Linked DNA regions of Mus musculus: all the other regions are linked to region 3. Evidence: chromatin contacts called from public Hi-C and promoter capture Hi-C data. All regions are on one chromosome and are shown on one strand. The core of a region is the stretch at or near the end of the contact, and the rest is flanking DNA. Distances in the headings are between cores, read along the strand shown. Region 1 overlaps Smoc1 (SPARC related modular calcium binding 1). Region 2 holds the start of 1700052I22Rik (RIKEN cDNA 1700052I22 gene). Region 3 holds the start of Smoc1 (SPARC related modular calcium binding 1).

Region 1 (3,238 bases), core at 710-3,209, 78 kb after region 3:
TTGGGTACCCTATTGCCAACCAAGTCACACATATAAATTCATCATCTCAGATGTTAAGAGCTAGAGAGGGGCTTCCTCTTTCCAGTCATTACTGAGCAATGAGTATCTCTTGGACAACTGGTACAAGTGCCGCAAGACCAGGGGTAAGAGAAAACCATACCACAAGAAGCGGAAGTATGAGCAGGGACGGCCAGCTGCCAACACCAAGATTGGCCCTTGCCGTATACACACAGTCCGAGTTAGAGGAGGCAGTAAGAACTACCGTGCCCTGAGATTGGATGTGGGGAATGTTTCCTGGGCCTCTGAGTGTTGTACTCACAAAACAAGGATTATTGATGTTGTCTACAATGCATCCAGTAATGAGCTTGTCCGCACCAAGACCCAGGTGAAGAATGGCATTGTGCCTATTGACAGCGCATCGTACTGATAGTGGTACGGGTCCCACTATGCACTGCCCCTGGGCCACAAGAAGGGGGCCAAGCTGACTCCTGAGGAGGAAGAGATTTTAAACAAAAAAACTATCAAGGACAATTAAAAAGAAATACAACGACGAAAGGAAAGAAGAATCAGCTCTTCTGGAGGAGCAGTTCCAGCAGGGCAAGCTTCTCACCTGTGTTGCCTCAGACCGGGTCAGTGTGGCAGAGCAGACGGCTATGTGCTTGAAGGCAAGGGGCTGGAGTTCTATCTGTGGAAGATCTAAGTCCAGACAGGCAAATAAACTGTCATTCATAGCGTGTGTAATAAAAGTGTTCTGAAAAAAAAATAAAGAAAAATAAAGATAAAGAAAAGAAAGAGAAAAGAAAAGAGAAGAAAAAAAATATCTTGAGAGGAAGCCAGAGTTGTGAGAGATTGGGATGGGCACTGTCCTTACCTGTGAGAGTTGGGGAAGCCTCCTGAAAAAGATGGTGGCAGCCCAAACCCAGAGCAGGCTGAGAGCAGATGGTGGAGAAACACTTCAAATGGCTAGATGGGCAGAGGCAGTGGTAAACAAGCGGCACAGAAATGCCGTCACTGAGGCCCAGGGTCACATACGGCCATCCTGGAACACCCTTGACCTGTCCTAATGGCAGCTGGACACCTTTCAAGGGTTTTAATCAGGGATCCAGGGCTGACACTGGTATGCTGAGGTCGACTTGGAGGGTCGCAGTGCATGAGGGTTTATTGAAGGTGTCTGAGAATTCTGGTCCTAAAGGATTCTGCTTGACTTATTGTTTCCCACGCTGATTATTATCACCACACGTTTGGAACACAGGAAAAAATTTTCTTACTCACTCAGCTTGTATTTTGCTAGAGAGCAATGGGCAGAACAGATAGATTTGGGGTTTAATGCTATTGATTTGGCGATAGGTTTGGGGTTCAATGATATTACCTATTACATAAAACTTCCCCCACAGAACTTAGAGACTGTTTTTTTCTGGAGTTGAGCATTTGTAAGCAGCAGTTGTGGTAGCCATCCGTGTGTGGAGAGAGGGTGCATGGTTTTCAGGTTAAAGCTTTGATTTTCTCCCCATGGATTTAGGCTGTGAGGAGATCCTCACGCCACACAGTGTGACAGTGGTCCCGTCAGGGGTTCCGTCTCACAGGGTGGTTGTGGAGATTGACAGGATCCTACATTTGGAGCATCTTGTGGTCAGTTAACAGGACCTTACTATCTTTGGGATGCATACGGGAGGCCTTCCTTGGTTAAACATCTATCAGGCTCCCTCATCTCTAGGGTTTTATAACTTCAGATCTATTTGAGATTTACTAACTAAGGGGAAGCCAAGACTATAAGTCATGGGTCTCTCCCTATTTTTCTTGCAAAAATAACCTCTGTGTTATTTCACTTTTTTTCTTCCTTCCCAACGTAGTTCCTAATAAGTGACCGTGACCCTCCGTGCAACCCACACTGTCCCAGGACTCAGCCCAAGCCCATCTGCGCCTCTGACGGCAGGTCCTACGAGTCCATGTGTGAGTACCAGAGAGCCAAGTGCCGAGACCCAGCCCTGGCCGTGGTCCATCGAGGTCGATGCAAAGGTGAGTGTGTACGCTCAGGCGGGCAGAGGCTGCTGGGACTACAGCGCCACAAGGTGAAATCATCACTGGGGCTTGAATGCCTTTGCTCTTCTGCTCTTCTGTCTCTCTCCGCCTCCCATCAGGGTGTGAGGGAAGGAAGAATGGTAAGGAACACTTCCCTGATCTTCAGACACTGCCACCAGTGAGGAGCGAGGGGCTGAGGGGCAGTGTCTTGTATGCTTGTGGTGTTTTGTTTTTTTTTTCTCAAAACAGAGACACAGTACATTACTGCTGGCCCCGGGATAGGGATTCCAAACTGTTGGTTCACAGAAGTGTTTTGTTTGACCTGCTTTAAAGCGCGCAAAGTATTTGAGATAACATTTAAAAACTGGGAGATTCAACAATAACAAATCTGGCCTTTTGTTTCTCTCTTCCAAAATTGGCAGGTCTGGCACTGTCAGGTTTGTCAGTGCAAGACAGCGCACACAGTCAGCGCTGAGGAGTTCCAGCCACTACAAGGAGCTTGCTTTCTGCTCTACTTCCAACCTTCCTCCTGACTTCAGAGCACTGCGTGTGCAGCCCCTCAGTCACTGTCTGTGCTGCTTTCCCGAGTCCCGTAGAGTTTTGACCTTGTGGTCTGGAGCGATCATAGGAAGTGCAGGAAGCCAGCGGGCTACCACAGACATTTGATTTTCTCAAGAAAGCGCTAGCATTGCTATGTTGCCCAGGCTGATGACAGGCCTGCCATCAGAGCCTTCCTTAGTCCTGACATTAAAGATATGCACCATCACGCTCTCCTTGCAGTTCCTGGATTTATTAGTTTTAGTAAAGCTTGGAGAAGTTAATGGGAATGGGACTCACTTTCCCCATCCCATGAGTAAAGGGACATTTAGGAGAAAGAAAAGGAGAGCCTGGGCTAATAGGCTTCTCCTCTACTTCCCTAAGCGTTAAGAGGAAGGTAGCTCCAGCAGGTGTCTGTGGACATGGGCACCACACTCTTCCCACTGAACATGCAGGTGGCATGCTGCCTTGCCCCAGCCAGGTACAGGGCTTTTCTCAGCATTCCTGCCATGGGGCAGCCATTTTGGTCCCTGGCTTCTGTGTGGAACCCAAGGGAAATATACAATGTACTCCTCCCCCTGTTTAGATGCTGGCCAGAGCAAGTGTCGCCTGGAGAGGGCTCAGGCCTTGGAACAGGCCAAGAAGCCTCAGGAGGCTGTGTTTGTCCCAGAGTGTGGCGAGG
Region 2 (2,891 bases), core at 187-2,686, 100 kb before region 3:
TGGAGGAAGGGAAGCGGGAAGCGGAAAATCAGCCGCTGCAGGGATGGGGGAGGTGCAGGCGGGGGAGGCAGGTTTAGGGTAGAGGGTGGGGTGAAGAGCGCTGGGAGGAGCCACAGGTACTGCAAGAGCCTTCTCCCGGGTTTCTTTGAGACCTAACAAAGACAGGGTTTCACTCCCATAGTCCAGAATAGCCTTGATACTGCCTCATCCCTCTCAGATCTTTGAGTGCCAGGACTACAGGTGGAACCACCAAGCTAAGCCTCAGTGTCGTGATTCCGGCGTTTAAACGCTACAGACAAAAAAAAAAAAAAAAAAAAAAAAAAGTAAGCAAGGCTTCAATAACACTAGCCATCTGGATTCAGAAATGTGCTGGTCCCTTTAAGGTATCACGATAAAAATGACTGAGATGGGGGTCACAATATTGTCATCAGGTGGTTTTAATGTTGACTTTGATAAGTGAGTATTAGGTAGAAGAGGGGTCTGAGAAAACTGCAGAACATTAGAGGTGATGTCAGCGTCTGGTAGTTTGGATCTGTCTTGCTGATCTGTTTGACTTCACCTTTTCCTCTGAGAAGTCCCTATGTAACAGATAAATGGAAACAAAGTAAACGCTCACAACAGCTATGTGTTTGTTGTGGGAATCTCGGGATCACTGCATTGCCTTTGAAGCAAGAAAAGCACCTTGGCAACTCTCTAATCAGAAAGTCCCTGAGCTGGCAGGACCTGACAAAAATCTTGTCTTGCCAGACAGGTCTAGGGAGGACATTGAAATCTACTTTGTTTCCTCAGGTGTAAAGGAGGGTGGGGCTGCAGGTGTCCCCATGTCCTGGACTCCCAAGGCAGAACCTGGTGGGGGTGGGGCTTTATGGATGAGGTACGCGTAAGTGGCAGGGGGGTGGGGGGAGGCAAATGGCCACGGTCCAGTATTTGACATAGAATTTGCTTGGCTCCTTGCAGCTTAAACAGCTTGGCCATGGAAAACAATGAAGAGACCAGGAGAGACAACCCGACAATAAAAACGGTTAGATCAAGAAGGCTCCACAGTGCTTTCATTTAAGTGACCCAATGTGGCCTAGAAAACGGTCCCGCTTTTAAGTGACTGCAACCCAGGAAACAAAAGGGAAGAAATGCTCACCAGGAGCCTGGAGAAGTAATATTAATCTAAAGATAATACAGGGGCCAGTCATTGGGTTCATGACTCCAGGCCCCTGACCTACCATCCGTTGTTCATATTAGGAGTCAAGTGGTCTGATTTTTGTGATTTGATACTCAGCACAGCCTGCTGTTCACAAGATTGACCTTCCCCCATTAGCCAAGAGCTCAGCTCCTCTGCAAGCTCATGAGAAGGTCCTAGTGCTGGTGACTTGCTCAAAGCCTTCCTTTTGGCACTGTGCCAAGGTGGAACTGGTTCTCCAACCCTTGCTGAGATTCCCCCACAGCTCTACAGAGGCTGACGACAACAATACAAAGAGTTCACAGTGGTTCCTTCACACAGCTCAAAGTTCCGGAAGCTGGCCTGAATAGATTGGTGGCCACTGAGCATGCATATGGTTTTTATTTTTAAAGTAGTGTTATTTTTATTTACTCTGTGTGGAAGGGGAGAGAGAGAGAGACAGACAGAGAGAGAGAGAGAGACAGACAGACAGACACGCACACACACACAGAGAGAGAGAGAGAGAGAGAGAGAGAGAGAGAGAGAGAGTCCGTCAGATGTGTGCAGGTTTCTGAGGAGGTCAGAAGGATGTTGGGTCCCCTGGAGCTGAAGTTACTCCTGGTTGTGACTTCCAGCATGAATCCTGGGACTTGAACTCTGTTCCTCTGAAAGAGAAGGAAATGCTTTTACCTGCTAAGCCATCTCTCTAGTCCCTGACTGTGGTTTTATACTAGAAAGGTCACAGTCAAGAGTGACATCATTGGTTATTAATGTTTAAAGACCAATCTTTCCTTTTGGAGGGGAGGTAGGGTTGAGACAGGCTTATTCTGTATAGCACTGGCTGTCCTGGAACTCACTCTGTAGGCAGATTGGCCTCGAATTCACAGAGATCAACCTGTCTGAGCCTCCCAAGTGCTGAGATTAAAGGTGTTTGACACCCTTGCTCAGCTTTAATATCTGATTAACTTATTATTTAACTGTTCTTGAATGCTGTGTGATCCAATTGTTATTTGACTAAAATAAGATCCATCCTTTTGGTAAGGGGATGGCTGAAGAGATGGCTTAGCGTCTCTCCAGCCACTTTTCTCCTATCAATCACATGGGCTCCAGGAATGGAATCCAGGTCATGTTTGGTGGCAAATGCTTGTATCGATTCAATCATCTTTTTTTTTTTCGAGAGACAGGTTTCTCTGTGTAGCCCTGGCTGTCCTTGAACTCACTTTGTAGACCAGGCTGGCCTCAAAGTCAGAAATCCACCTGCCTCTGCCTCCCAAGTGCTGGGATTAAAGGCGTGCGCCACCACGCCCGGCCGATTCAATCATCTTTACCTCCAGACTTACCCTTTCTTTTTTTTTTTTTTTAAAGTTTTGTTTTTATCTATTTATTTATTTATTTATTTATATGAGCACATTGTAGCTGTCTTCAGACACACCAGAAGAGGGCGTCAGATTCTATTACAGATGGTTGTGAGCCACCATGTGGTTCCTGGGAATTGAACTCAGGACCTCTGGAAGAGCAGTCAGTGCTCTTAACCACTGAGCCATCTCTCCAGCCCCAGACTTGCCCTTTCTAACAGAACCTAGAACAGCGTTCTTAAGGGACTGTGTGGGTCTCCCTTTCCTCGGGGGGTTGTTGGATACCAGCACACAGGGCTAAGGGAGTGGAAGCACCAAGCAGGGTTCTTCAGAAGAAGGGAAGGGCTGAGCAGGACTTAAGTGCAGAATCAGGCCCCGCTTGC
Region 3 (3,358 bases), core at 146-2,645:
AACAGAGAGTGGTGCATTCTGGTTTGTTGTTCAGGAAGACTGGCTGGCTGTAGGGTGAAGGCTGTCTGTATGCAGCCAGATGGGGGTTAGGGTTAGCTTGCTCTTATAATCGAGAAGAGAAGCTGGAAGGGAGCAGAGCTAATCTTTGTCAGGACCTCTCAGGGCAGTCAGGGAGCTGTGAAACCTGGGCTTTATTTCAATCTGGTTAGAGAAATGGATCTTTCTTCACGAAGGGACGGGCCTGGACCGGTGGAAATCAAGCACGAAGAGTTGTGTTCCACTTTTGGAGATAATCACGGGTCTCTTGCGGGGAAGGCAGCAGACACTTTGTTGGGTTGAAGTGAGTGTGTGTGATGCGATGTAGCTGTTACCATTTTCAGGGTGGCCTCTTGGACCACTATGGAAAGAGCTCTAGCACCTGATAGGCCTGCTTAGAGCTGACCTATACAATCCAGGCTTGGGCTCCCAGGAAATTGCTCCTTGGAGGTCTCTAGGATATCTGTGCTCACAGAACACTCCTCCATCTCCTCCATTCATAACTTTCCTCCTCCCAATATGGGACCAGGATTCCTGGGACTGCCCTCTCCTCCCCGGCCTCCGCCCCAGCGTTGTTAGGCCACAGAGAAGCTGCTCCTGTGTTCTTTAAGTTCAGACTGATTAGCCAAGATGCCCGGGTTCTGACCGCAGGTCACATGGACCATAGGGCCATAGGGGTAGTTTACTGGACCCTCGGGGGACCCACCTTAGGCTGCTTCGGTTCGCCTCCGTCAGAATTATCTCAGGCAGCCGCTGTGGAACTTGGGTGTCACCCGTAAGGAGATTTTTTTTTTCTTTTTGAAATAAATGAATACCTCTTCCCGTAGGTCGCAGCTCACTCTGTGGGCCGCACCTGGTGGTTCCCCAGGTTGCCCTTGATTTTGCGGCCTCCGGGAAACATTTCTCAAGGACTTTGGGTCATTTGGAGCTATTTTCCCTGCCTGCTTCATGGAGCTGTTGCGACAACTCAAGCCTAAGAACTAACACACGATAAGTGTGTAAGGCTTCTTTACTATCCAGGTGACCATTCAGGAGGGACTGAGGCTGCTGGAGCGCGCGGAGGTTCCCAGCGAGGACTTGCTGAGAAAAAGTTACTCTTTATCCCAGCCTCTGCTGGAGCCCACTGTGGCCGGGAAGCCAGTGTAGCTCCTGGGGGGGTGGGGGGTGGGGGTGGGGGTGGGGGTGGGGGTGGGGGTGGGGTGGGGTACTGACCACGAACCGCCCCTCTCATCTCTCTCCCATTGGCTTCCACCTGCCGGAGGGTCGGCTGCTACAGGCCTCTCGACCCGTCAGTCAGCCTCTCCGGGCCCCGCCCCTCCCCTCCCGGGGTTTATAACGGGAATTCCCATGGCCCGAGCTCCCGCATCCAACCTGCTGTCGCCGCGGCCACGCCGAGCGCAGCAGGCGCCACGCGCAGAGCACACGCTCGCACTCCAGCTCCGGGCCTCCGCCGTTCATGACCGTGACCCCGGGCGCAGGCTCCTCCAGCCCCTGCCGCTGGCTCTTCGGCCACTCCCAGCTGCTGCAAGGGTCCCCACCTCCCCAAGTGCTTTGAAGCTAGCCTGAGCCCCCCTGCCCGCTGCCCGCTCGTGGCTGCCCGGCTCCGCTGGCACCATGCTGCCCGCGCGCGTCCGTCTGCTCACGCCCCACTTGCTGCTCGTGTTGGTGCAGCTGTCCCCGGCCGGCGGCCACCGCACCACCGGCCCCAGGGTAAGTGCGTCTCCCAGCTGCGCGCGCCCACCTGCGCTTGGCCGCTCATCTACAGGAGGGGGAAGGGAGGTGTCAGACCTTGTCCTCGACTTTACCGTCTAGTCCCTTGCAGGCCTCTTGGAGAAGTTGCTGAAATAAAATTTCATTGCCCCCCTCCTTCCCCGCCTTTTCTTGTAGCACTGACTCCCCACGACCTGTCACCGGTGGGTTTTCTTTCTCGAACTTCTCCTGAGGTTTTTCTCCTGGGCCTCCTAGGTCGGTGGGATCTCGGCCTTGGCTGGAGCAGAGTTTCCCTATGTTGTCGCTGCACCAGTCCCTCGAGCTGGCTTTCTTGGCAGGCAGAGGGTGTGTGTGTGTGTGTGTGTGTGTGTGTAGAAGGGGCGGGGGGGGGCACTCTGCCTAGAGAGTTTTAGGTTACCCGCGAGCCACACAAGGACCTTGTGTTGTTGTTGTTTTAAAAAGCAATCGCTGCTCGTAAAACCCACAGCAGATAATTTTAATGCCCCCCTCCTGCTGGCCTGGCCCTGGAGGAGTGGCAGGGGTAGGGAGCCGTGGAGAAGTTCGGAAGAACTTCTCCCCTGGGTTGGATCGGTTGAACCTTGATCTGATTGGAGTTTCTGAACCACACGAAATGTGCCAATTCTGTGCACAGGACGGGTTGTCCAGGGCATTGTAAAAAAAACGGGAACCAGCAGCACCGTGCTCATTTCTGGTCTAGATTATTGTTCTCCCTGCTCCCTCCTAATGGTCTAATAAAGAATTTCACTGCCTTAAAAATGTATTTGTTAAACCACCTAGAGGTTCCTTTGGCAACACGTAAGGGAGGCAGTCTCTGGGCAAGGATCAGGGTCAGTAAGATCAGAAGCCGGACCTCTGGGTAGCAGCTTGCCCGCTCCCATTCTGCGAGAATCTCTCTGGGAAAATAGCAAGGATTTGACTTCTGAGCAAATGAAGTTGGCTTCTCCACCAAATTGTGCTTTCTTCCCTGGATATCCTCTGGCCCCATTTCCTGGATGGCTAGCCCCATTACCACCTGTTCCCATAGCAGCTTCTTTATTCCTGGCCTTTGCTACCCGGGAATCATCTTTATAGCTGCAGTGTATGGAGGAAAAGCTTTGCAAAACCTGACTTAACTTAATGGCTACCCAGATGCTGAGCTGCTCACATCCGAGCCCACCTATCACTGGGAGATCAGATTTGCAGCCACTTAGGAAAGAAAAGTGTTTGTCCCCGTGTCGGGCCGGCCCGTGCTTTTATGGCCCAGATGTGCAACAGCAGCGGCTAAAGGCGGCAGATTAGATCCAGGGTGTGTCATAAATCCTCGACAGCATTCCCAAAGCTAGGGCAAGTTGGGGCTCCAGGAGCGGTTTTATGGATGCAGATGAGGATGCCTTTTAAATGAAGCTGATGGTTTGATATGGGGACTCGAAGCTCTTAAATTCTGAGGTCAGGCAAGAGAGAGCCATGGTGTTCCCTCCAATAATTAGGAACAGTCAAGACAAAGATGCAGACCAGAGCACCCCGACTGCAATCTGGATGCCCGCCCACAGGAGGGTCGAAAGGAGAGAGGCCCTCCGACAAATGGTGGGGGCATTGCTTGCTGCCGGGCGTG

The links. A called contact is a pair of places that touch in the nucleus more often than the background predicts. Capture Hi-C pulls out chosen DNA fragments and counts their contacts.
Region 1: a Hi-C map of uterus shows a contact between it and region 3, with 8 times the contacts expected there. The contact joins the enhancer-like site here to the promoter of Smoc1 in region 3. A contact is called at or near these places in 5 of 39 promoter capture datasets (the HPC-7 cell line, epiblast stem cells, liver and 1 more), 17 of 484 Hi-C or Micro-C datasets (the HPC-7 cell line, beige adipocytes, brown adipocytes and 4 more), 10 of 115 datasets of contacts at active chromatin or transcription factors (the 230-238 cell line, the NIH/3T3 cell line, bone marrow-derived macrophages and 7 more) and 3 of 9 other capture datasets (adipose tissue, liver and pancreatic islet).
Region 2: a contact with region 3 is called in a promoter capture Hi-C map of liver. The contact joins the promoter of 1700052I22Rik here to the promoter of Smoc1 in region 3. A contact is called at or near these places in 1 of 484 Hi-C or Micro-C datasets (liver), 2 of 115 datasets of contacts at active chromatin or transcription factors (both in embryonic stem cells) and 1 of 9 other capture datasets (liver).

What each region holds. Positions count from the first base shown.
Region 1 is chr12:81,102,757-81,105,994 of GRCm38.p6, forward strand. Smoc1 (SPARC related modular calcium binding 1) reads left to right here. Exons shown (of 13, transcript NM_022316.2): 2 at 1,851-2,016; 3 at 3,143-3,238. It also overlaps the pseudogene Gm18031. Among named protein-coding and RNA genes, the nearest start is that of Mir3067, 62 kb to the right of the region's middle. Within about 2 kb of position 1,960, at least 11 of the 459 cell types and tissues checked have an H3K27ac peak or open chromatin away from gene starts, as enhancers often do. A contact at or near this core is called in uterus, where this site is marked.
Region 2 is chr12:80,923,011-80,925,901 of GRCm38.p6, forward strand. 1700052I22Rik (RIKEN cDNA 1700052I22 gene) reads right to left here and starts at 1,437. Exons shown (of 2, transcript NR_033786.1): 1 at 1,218-1,437; 2 at 422-578.
Region 3 is chr12:81,025,413-81,028,770 of GRCm38.p6, forward strand. It overlaps Smoc1 (SPARC related modular calcium binding 1), which reads left to right and starts at 1,396. Exons shown (of 13, transcript NM_022316.2): 1 at 1,396-1,746. The coding sequence starts at 1,651.